Regions from separate parts of the Sus scrofa genome. Here all the other regions are linked to region 3. Evidence: chromatin contacts called from public HiChIP or PLAC-seq data. All regions are on one chromosome and are shown on one strand. Each heading gives the region's core, a stretch centred on a gene start, on an enhancer-like site or on the middle of the called end of the contact. The rest is flanking DNA. Distances are from core to core; before and after follow the strand shown. Region 1 holds the start of PSIP1 (PC4 and SFRS1 interacting protein 1). Region 2 holds the start of CCDC171 (coiled-coil domain-containing protein 171). Region 3 holds the start of TTC39B (tetratricopeptide repeat protein 39B).

Region 1 (2,700 bases), core at 29-2,528, 170 kb after region 3:
AAATTAGGAAAAGGTCAATGTTTCATTAATTTTTAAACGTCAAATCTATACTTGATTATTTTCACCTACAGTGGAACATTAATTGCATCACCTTTAAATATCTCTATTAAAGAAACCTGCCAAAGTCTGTCAAAAACAAACCACAGAAAAATACCTAGTTATGTAAAAACATCAGGATTTTTAAATTACATGGGAGATTAGTGGGCCAAAAAAACCCTAAAAAGGTGAGCTTATAAATGAGACTAAAGAACTCGAGGGAGAGAAAAAGAAACGAGAAAAAAAAATTCAGAGAAAAGGATAGGAAGTAGGCCTCTGAAAAAGGTAGCATCGCTAAATGAGAAAGCTAAAAATCACTTACTCGAGCTGGCCAATGAGGATAACCTTTCATCTTGGCGAAGATGAGATCCCCAGGTTTGAAATCACGAGTCATGTTTCGGGGGCGAGGCCGGGGGTCCGAAGCCCAGGGAGGAGGAGCGGTGGTGCGGACGCCGAGGGGATGCGGGAGGGCGGAGGGGAGCCGAGGCTCCCCTGGGCGGCGGGAGGGAGAGGATGCCTCGGGGTGTCCCGACGCTCCTGCGAGGGAGAGCACCGAGGGCGGTTAAAGCTCAGAAACCCGAAGGGAGGGGCTGTACGGGGAGGAACGGGGGAGGGGAGGACCGTGGAGGGGCAGGGGTGGGGGTGGGAGAGTGAGGGGAGAGCCGCCTCCTGCTCCTCCCCCGCGAGTACTCGGCCTCCGCAGCCCGAGAGCTTCCCCTCCAGGCTCCGCCAGGTCCACCGCTCGACGACCGAAAAGACGCCACCACCTGAGGCAGAGATGCTTCTCAGCCCAATTCTTCTCTCTCCAGCCCCATCTTTCCTCTGGCTTTTTTCCCCCAAGCTTAAGCCCCAAGAGGGAGGGGGAGGAGGAGAAAAAGATGGCAAAAGCAAGGCGAACGTTCTCTTCCTATCCACACACGACCTCTCCCCTAGCCTGTTTCCCCGATAGTAGCAGCCCCGGGCCGAACCTCGGCTCACGGGCGGGCCGCGGCCACTTCCCCGCTACAGCCAGGAGTGAGGCCACCGAGGGGGGGCGGGGCGAGTCCCCGCCGCCCGCTCACCTGCCGGGGCCGCGGGCGCTGGGGCTGCGGTGGCGGACCGGCCGCCTCTGCCCGCGTCCACGCAAGCCACCTGCGCCACCAGCTGCCGCAGAGGCGTCTCAACGGCTCCGAATCGCAACCGCCGCCGCCGCTGCCGCCGCCGTCGCTGCGCTGCTCCCGCGCGGCTCCCGCTCGGCGCCCGCTAGCACTGGGGCGGGACCAACTGCTCGCCGACGAGGGGGAGTAACGCAGCACCCGCCAAAGGTCTGTGGCTCCGGAGAGGAACTTCAGGAGGCCATAGATCCCCAAGTTCGCTTTGGCCTAATAGTTGCAGTCAGACAGAGAGAGATACGGGTCCAAAGAAGAAAAGGAGTGGACACTAACAGGTCGGCCCGCTGTGGTTCCCCCCTGCGGTTTGTGGAATGGTCGGGCCCGGCCCGCCCCTGCTGGCTGCTCTGCGTGTGTGTATTTGTATGTGTACTGTATGTAAAAGGCGGGGAGGGAGGAAACGATTGTTGTGGACAGGGTTTGGGGGCGGGTATCTGGGCCTCCAGCCCTTGGCTGTGTGTTAGGGAGAACCTGGCAGCCTAAGCTAACATGTTCTTCCATCGTTTCCCAGGGTGGGGAGGTTTTCATTGCTGCAGTTGCGCGGTTTGCACCATCCAAAAAAGAACTGTACAAAAACCCATAGATGAAATCAGAGCATAAGGCGATTGCACTGTGCAGCTTGTAGGCCTCTTAAGCCTCGCTGAAGGGGGCTTGCAGGCTCCTTTTCTTGAAATTGTAATTTGAGAAAGCCCCATTTCTTTGCTTTTAAATTTAAAGCACCAAGAACTATTAAGAAAAATGCAATCTTAACGAATGCAAACCGTGCAGGATAGAAAACAATGACAGGAAAGCATAAGCCTTTCAGATAGGATGTGGGTTTGGGCCCTGACTTAATTTTAGCGGCATCTAAATTTTATTTCCCTAGTAGAATAGTAGCTGGTAGGTGGTACAGTGTAAAAGTACTACTGAACCTCAGATGTTTTATCTTTTAAAATACTCTTAAAGGATTTTCTAATTTCTTAATCCTTTAGCCAATATAATTTTAGTATGTTTTTTTTAAAGTACCTACTGTGTGTCAAGCATTCTTAAGTGCTGGGGGTACAACCATGAACAACAAGCACAGATAATTCCAATTTAAAACAATGAAAATATGAAAAAAGAATAAGAATATTAAAATATATAAAAAGTACATAGTTCATACTCCTTTAAATGAAGGACTCAACTGGGATGAAATCAAAAAAAGCTTAATATTAAATAAGCAAAAAATTGAGAATTTTTTGAAAGAGATATACATAGGCCTTTAAAAAGAATGAAAGAAGATGTTCCCAATACAAAATGTCTTTCAAGAAGACTAAAGCATACTTTGCAACATGCAGAGGGTTCCAAGTGATGCCAAAACAGAAACTGACTGGCAAGAGAGAGGGGGGCTGGAGAAAAGTGTTGAAGCCTCCCATCCTGAATTTGCGTTTGATATGTATACTAGGGAGCTACTAATTACTGCTGAACAAGAAAGTTAAAGATAATTCTTTAAAAAGTTATTCTTGCTTGCTACAAAATAGATGTCAGTAGAAGGAAG
Region 2 (2,700 bases), core at 118-2,617, 200 kb after region 3:
ATATAGTCTTCTTGCTGCACAATATTCAATTTTGTGATTTTGCTAAAATACAATGAAGTTTTTTATAAATATTATCTAAAACTTGTAAAGGAAAAAGAGTCCTAATATCATTAGTCTGTTGTAATTTTCCATTTTGTTTCTAAGTGTTAGAGTAGGCTATTTTTTCCTTTCCAAAAATTCCTTTCTTTGAAGTAATTATTCTCTTTCTGACTAAATTATTAGGTAGCGGGATGGGCCTCCTTTTTTAATCTAGATGACCAAACTCATATCAATTAACATTTCAGTGCTACAGGAATCAAGGTTTTAATCTCAATTTGTATTTGCATTTATGACCGTTGGCTATCCCCAGGGAGACAAGGGACAGACGGCCCCTACACCTGGTTTCAGGTTGGTGACAATCATCAAGGGATGATGTTACCATAAAGATTCCTTTTGTATTAACCACCTTTTCCTGAGGAGGAGGTGGCGGTGGTGCAGATAAAATCCTTAATCAAAATCCCGCCAATTTGCATTGTTCTTTGGGGAATAGGCTTTCAAAAGCCCAGGAACAAAAGGGGATTTGGTTTTCCACTCTCCCTGAGGCGGCAGCAGATTGTGAAGCGGCTACCGGGAGAAACCCAAGTATAAATTATCAACGAGAAAAGCGTGTGCGTGTGTGTTGGGTGGGGGTGGGGAAGCGGAGGCGGGTAAGAAAGGGAGCTGGAGCACACTGGAGCACATGCTAAAGCTCCAAGGAGTTTTTTTTGGTAGGTACCTCGTTATGTAATATTTATAATGAAAAGACGCTGCAACAGCATCAGCGCACTGACCCGTATTTTCCCGTCCCGGTTTACAACCACAAGCTGGGATACAATGGGCATGGAAGGAGGGGACTCGAAACACCGTGAGCGATCTCAGCAGGAAACCTGCCTCTCCTACAGAATTGGAGCCTAGAGAATTTGCTTCTGACTCTTGCATCTGACCGCGGACCCCGAGGGCCTGCGCTGGTACTTACGCTCAGCAGGGGAGCTAGTTTAAAAACGCAGGATCTAGGATCTGACCTCTTAAGATTTTTATTCAGTAGGCGGGGAAAATGGGTTAGGGCTTGGAAACCTGCTTTTACAGCGGGCTGTCTAGGAATTCCGGAACAGTGACACGGGCACCTCACCCCGAGACCACCGCACTAGAGCGTGGGCCGAGGCGTCCTCACGCGGGGGGAGGACGCACCACACGCGGGATCGCGCGCGGTCGCGAGCGCGCCGCTCCCCGGAAACGGCGCATGCGCCGGCTGGCCTCCCAGCGAAGCCGCCCAGCTTCGCGGGCCAGGCTCTTCCAATCGGAGCCCGGTGTTCTCCGAGTGCTTATCCCGGAGCTGCGGGAGGCGGGAGGAAAGGGGCGGGTCGGGCTGGGAGGCTAGCCAAAGTCTGCGGAGGTCTTTGAGGGAAGTCGAGTTTCCGGAAGTGGCCGTTATAAACACTGTCTCCCAGGGGCTAGTCCCCCTTCTGTTCCCCTCCCCCGTGCTCTTTGTTCCCTCTCCCCGGGTCCTAGAGTCCGTCGAGTTCCAATGATTTTTGCTCTGACCCCGCGGTCCGCTTTGGCCTCTCAGTCTTTGAGATTGGAAGCTGCCCCCAGAGGTCTTGGGTGTGCAGTCTGCTTCACGGGAGCCCCCTGAGGTAACCACCAGGTGTGGGAGTTTGGAGGCAAACGACTTGGGCGGGAAGGTGCTCAGAGGAACGGTATGGAGGGGGGGGGGCTCCAGTGAGTGAGTGTTGTGGGGCTGTTTTGTGATTGTTCGTGTCGTCTATGAGGACACGCCTCCAGCTGCTCGGGATTGGCTTCTCCATCCTTCTGGAGGAAGATCTTCCCCGAGCATCCTAGCCAGCGACCGCTGCCTCAGTACCCAGAGGGCTGGGTAGGGACCAGAGGGCAGGACCCAGAGGACCTAGACTTGGAGCTTCTTAAGTTTACAACTTCGAACTGCTGGGCTCTTTCCCTCTCAAGAATCAGTAAGTCCTTCGAGGACAAGGACCAGGTCTTTTTCATCCTTTTAAAATGAAAATGCCAGCCACACAGTAGACATTCTATAAATGCTAGATAAACTAAAGGAGGAGTTGTACTAGGCTGTCTTTTGTAGCTTCTACTCCACCACTCTAAGAGGCAGAAGGGAGAGCTGAGTTTTTTTCGAGGCAGTACAGTTCTGCAGAAGTGGATCCTCCTTTTGACTGTTCTTTATTCCATGTGATATTTATCCTAGGCAAATACACTTTTTCGTTTTAAGCAGATCTCCAATGATACTGCATATGTTTACCTGAGAAGCAATTTCAGCTGGTGTCCAATTCTTGAACACAATACAACACATTGATGTTTTATAGTTGTTTTCGTTATCTTGGAGAAAAGAGCCTACTTTTTTTTTTTTTTTTTGTCACTTGTTGTATTGAACCGTTAGTGCCTAGTAACAGCAACACAAGCCCAGAGCAGCAAACGAACAGAGTTTCCCGTGAAAAGAAAAGGAAACAAAGACAGTGCAACCTGCTAAATGGAAAGATGAAGGCAGTAATTTTGGTCTGAAGCTTTCTGCATCAGTTCCAGGGAAGTCTTTTGTTAGATCTGTGACCTCGGGTGAATCACCTAAGCTCCCTAGGCCTTAAGGTACCTTATCTATCAGATAAGGAGGATAGACTTGGTCTCTAAAGTCCCATTTAATGCTAAAATACTTTGATT
Region 3 (2,749 bases), core at 128-2,627:
TATACAAGCTCTAGTTTATTGATCTGTGGTCCTGGGACCCTCCTTGTAAGGCACAGGCTGTAAGGAAGCTTCTGGACAGTCAGGTTTAAGGTTCCGTCGACCAGTATAAAGGAGCTGCAGTTTGGCTTTTATTTTGTGAGTTTAAGGGCTACATTTAAAACAGTATTCGTTGCCAGGAGCTTCCCGACATTGAAGAGAATCTTAACCCGCCAACTCCAGATCTTGCGCTACTGCATCATTTGAAGCTAAGCCTCTTCAGGCAGCGACAAGTCAGGTAAAATGGCAGCAGGCGCAGCTGTGGGTACTGCTCCTGCTGCTGCTGCCGCCGCGGCTGGCCTCAACCTCAAGCGCTAAAGCGAATCTCCAGAGCTGCCAACTGCTCAAAGGAACAGTCAATAAATCAACAGGTCCTGCCCGTCCGCCGGAGGGTGCTCAGACCCAGACGCACCAGTCACAGGAGGAAGTGACTAATTATTTAAAGGCAGTTGAGACCACTGGAGGCCAAAGTCAGTTCCCCAGCGCCTTCTCTCCGTCTACCACCGACACTGGGGACCGGCTGAAAAAAGGCCCGGGCCCTGCACGGAGGGGAAAGCACCAATTCCTGGGCTGCTGCTCCGCGGCTCTAGCCCTCCGGCCCCTGGCAGCCCTGCCCTGCTCGCTGGTGCAGACGCCCCCGGGGCGCCTTCCTCCGGCTTTCCCCTTCCTCTCATGGTCTGCAAGACTTTCGGCTCTGATACCGGGAAACTTCCATAGAAGGTGAGATTCCGAAGTCAAGAGAGGATTCCACAAACTCCAAAGGGCCATGTCGGGACTTTAGGGTCAGACCTCAAAAGCCCAGGCGTTCCTAGTGAGGCTCGGAACTGCTCTGTCCTGCGGGTCCCGCGCTCCCATGCGCTCGCACCCATCCACCCACCGACAGGACGTGGTGTCCTCGATCCCCACGACCCCACGATGCCAGCGCCCCCAACCTCAACAGCGCCTACTCTCTGCGGAGCGGGAGGATGTAGGTCCCAAACTGGGAACCAAGGGGGCGGGACCTTGGCTGTCCCTGCCGGGCTCGCTCAACCCTGCCGGGTTCGCTCATCCCTCCCGAGGTCCAGGAGCAGTACACGCACTTCCAACCGGCCAGTACCTCGTCCGCTTCCAACTCTGTTCCGTTGCCTACGAGCGCCATGTTCCTCCTCAGGCTGCCACCGCCCAAAAGCCAAACAGGGAGCTCAGAGCCAACTCGGTTTCTCGGCTCCGGTCTCAGCCCAGCGTCAGCAAGGGAGGAAAGGGGCGGCCCCGTTCTCCCGCCGGGTCGCGGGCGGGGCCAGCAAGCCTTCCCTGCCCTGGGCGCCGGCAGACTGACAGAGCATCCATTTCCCAAGCGGGGGCCAGGCCGCCTGCCCCTCCACAAACTCCGCCCCCTGCAGGCCTCGCCCCGCCCCCACTGTCTAGAGTAACCAACCATATTCCCTCAACGCGTCTCCGCCTCCAGCCGGCATCCACAGCGAATCCACGTGGGCGGGGTCATTCCGCGGGCGGAGTCACCTCGTGGGCGGGGTCACTCGCGGACTTTGCGGGTCTGGTCCACCCTCTGAGAAAGTTCCTTCCAAGGGGCTAGCTCTCACCTAGAGCTAAGTGAGCGCCGGGTTAACAAGACCAAAGTCAAAGCCACAATACCCCTGCTGCTCGTGGAAGCGTCCAACTGGTCTTTGGACCAATGCCAGTCGCCTGCCCTCGCCAGGTGCGCACTATGTATCCGAAGATGGTGAGGCCAGAGAGCAGGCTTGAGTCAAAGTCACCAGTCTCCCAGAGGTCTCCGTCATACCACCTTCCCAGACACCAGGTGAAGAACATCGTCTTCATAACAAGGATGCTTTGTTTTTGTGTATGTTTGAAAAATAAAAGAAAATCCATGGGACAGATATTTATGCAACTGAGAACTCCTCTACCACTCCTCTCAATATCTCGCTGACCCCTTTTGTAACCCCAAACATGTGTACATAAGTGGACTTGAACTATAAGCTCTATGAAGGTAAGGGTGCTGTTCCTCTTCTTCAAGCCGGTATCCCCAGTACTTAGAACAGTGCCCTGCATGTAGTAGGTGCTCAACAAATATTTACTGGCTTCATTTAGAAATCCTTGCGTCTAATATGTAAGGTAAATGAACAATCCAATTGGAAAATTAGAAGCTATATTTTTAAAGATTTTTTTTTGGTCAGCTTTATTTTACATATGATAAAATTCACCAGGTTTAAGTTTGTAACTTGATAACAAATGTCTACAAAACACCATCCCAATCATAATTTGGAACACACCCCAAAAATTCCCTGTGCTTCCTTGCTGTCAGTTTCCTTCCCCCGCTCCCCAGCCTCTGGCAACCATTGATCTGCTATCACTATCATTTTGCCTTTTCTAGGATTTCATATAAATTTAAACATAGAGCCTATAGTCTTTTGTGTTGGGCTCATAAAGTACTATTTAATGGTCATCCTGTGATAATTATAAAACTGCCAACATTTATTGAATACTTATTATGTGCCTGAACTTTGCTGAGCCCTTTGCATAAATTACCTCATTTATCCTTCATAATCCCATGAAGTAGGTACTGTTAATTTACAGATGAGTAAACTCAGGCTCAGAGAGCTTAAGTAACTTGTTTGAAGTCAGACAGCAATTAAGGAAGTAAGAATGCCAGAATCTGAACTTCAAGCACTCTGACTCGAGGGTGTGGCTCTGCACTGCTTCCAGCTATCACCTTCCC

The links. HiChIP or PLAC-seq counts read pairs in DNA pulled down with a chosen protein or histone mark.
Region 1: an H3K27ac HiChIP or PLAC-seq map of alveolar macrophages shows a contact between it and region 3. The contact joins the promoter of PSIP1 here to the promoter of TTC39B in region 3. A contact is called at or near these places in 2 of 2 datasets of contacts at active chromatin or transcription factors (alveolar macrophages and skeletal muscle).
Region 2: an H3K27ac HiChIP or PLAC-seq map of alveolar macrophages shows a contact between it and region 3. The contact joins the promoter of CCDC171 here to the promoter of TTC39B in region 3. A contact is called at or near these places in 1 of 47 Hi-C or Micro-C datasets (heart right ventricle) and 2 of 2 datasets of contacts at active chromatin or transcription factors (alveolar macrophages and skeletal muscle).

What each region holds. Positions count from the first base shown.
Region 1 is chr1:207,172,092-207,174,791 of Sscrofa11.1, reverse strand. It overlaps PSIP1 (PC4 and SFRS1 interacting protein 1), which reads right to left and starts at 1,278. Exons shown (of 11, transcript NM_001243670.1): 1 at 1,098-1,278; 2 at 359-573. The coding sequence starts at 430.
Region 2 is chr1:207,141,721-207,144,420 of Sscrofa11.1, reverse strand. It overlaps CCDC171 (coiled-coil domain-containing protein 171), which reads left to right and starts at 1,367. Exons shown (of 27, transcript XM_021063474.1): 1 at 1,367-1,652.
Region 3 is chr1:207,345,973-207,348,721 of Sscrofa11.1, reverse strand. It overlaps TTC39B (tetratricopeptide repeat protein 39B), which reads right to left and starts at 1,377. Exons shown (of 21, transcript XM_021063500.1): 1 at 1,326-1,377; 2 at 1,133-1,323. The coding sequence starts at 1,362.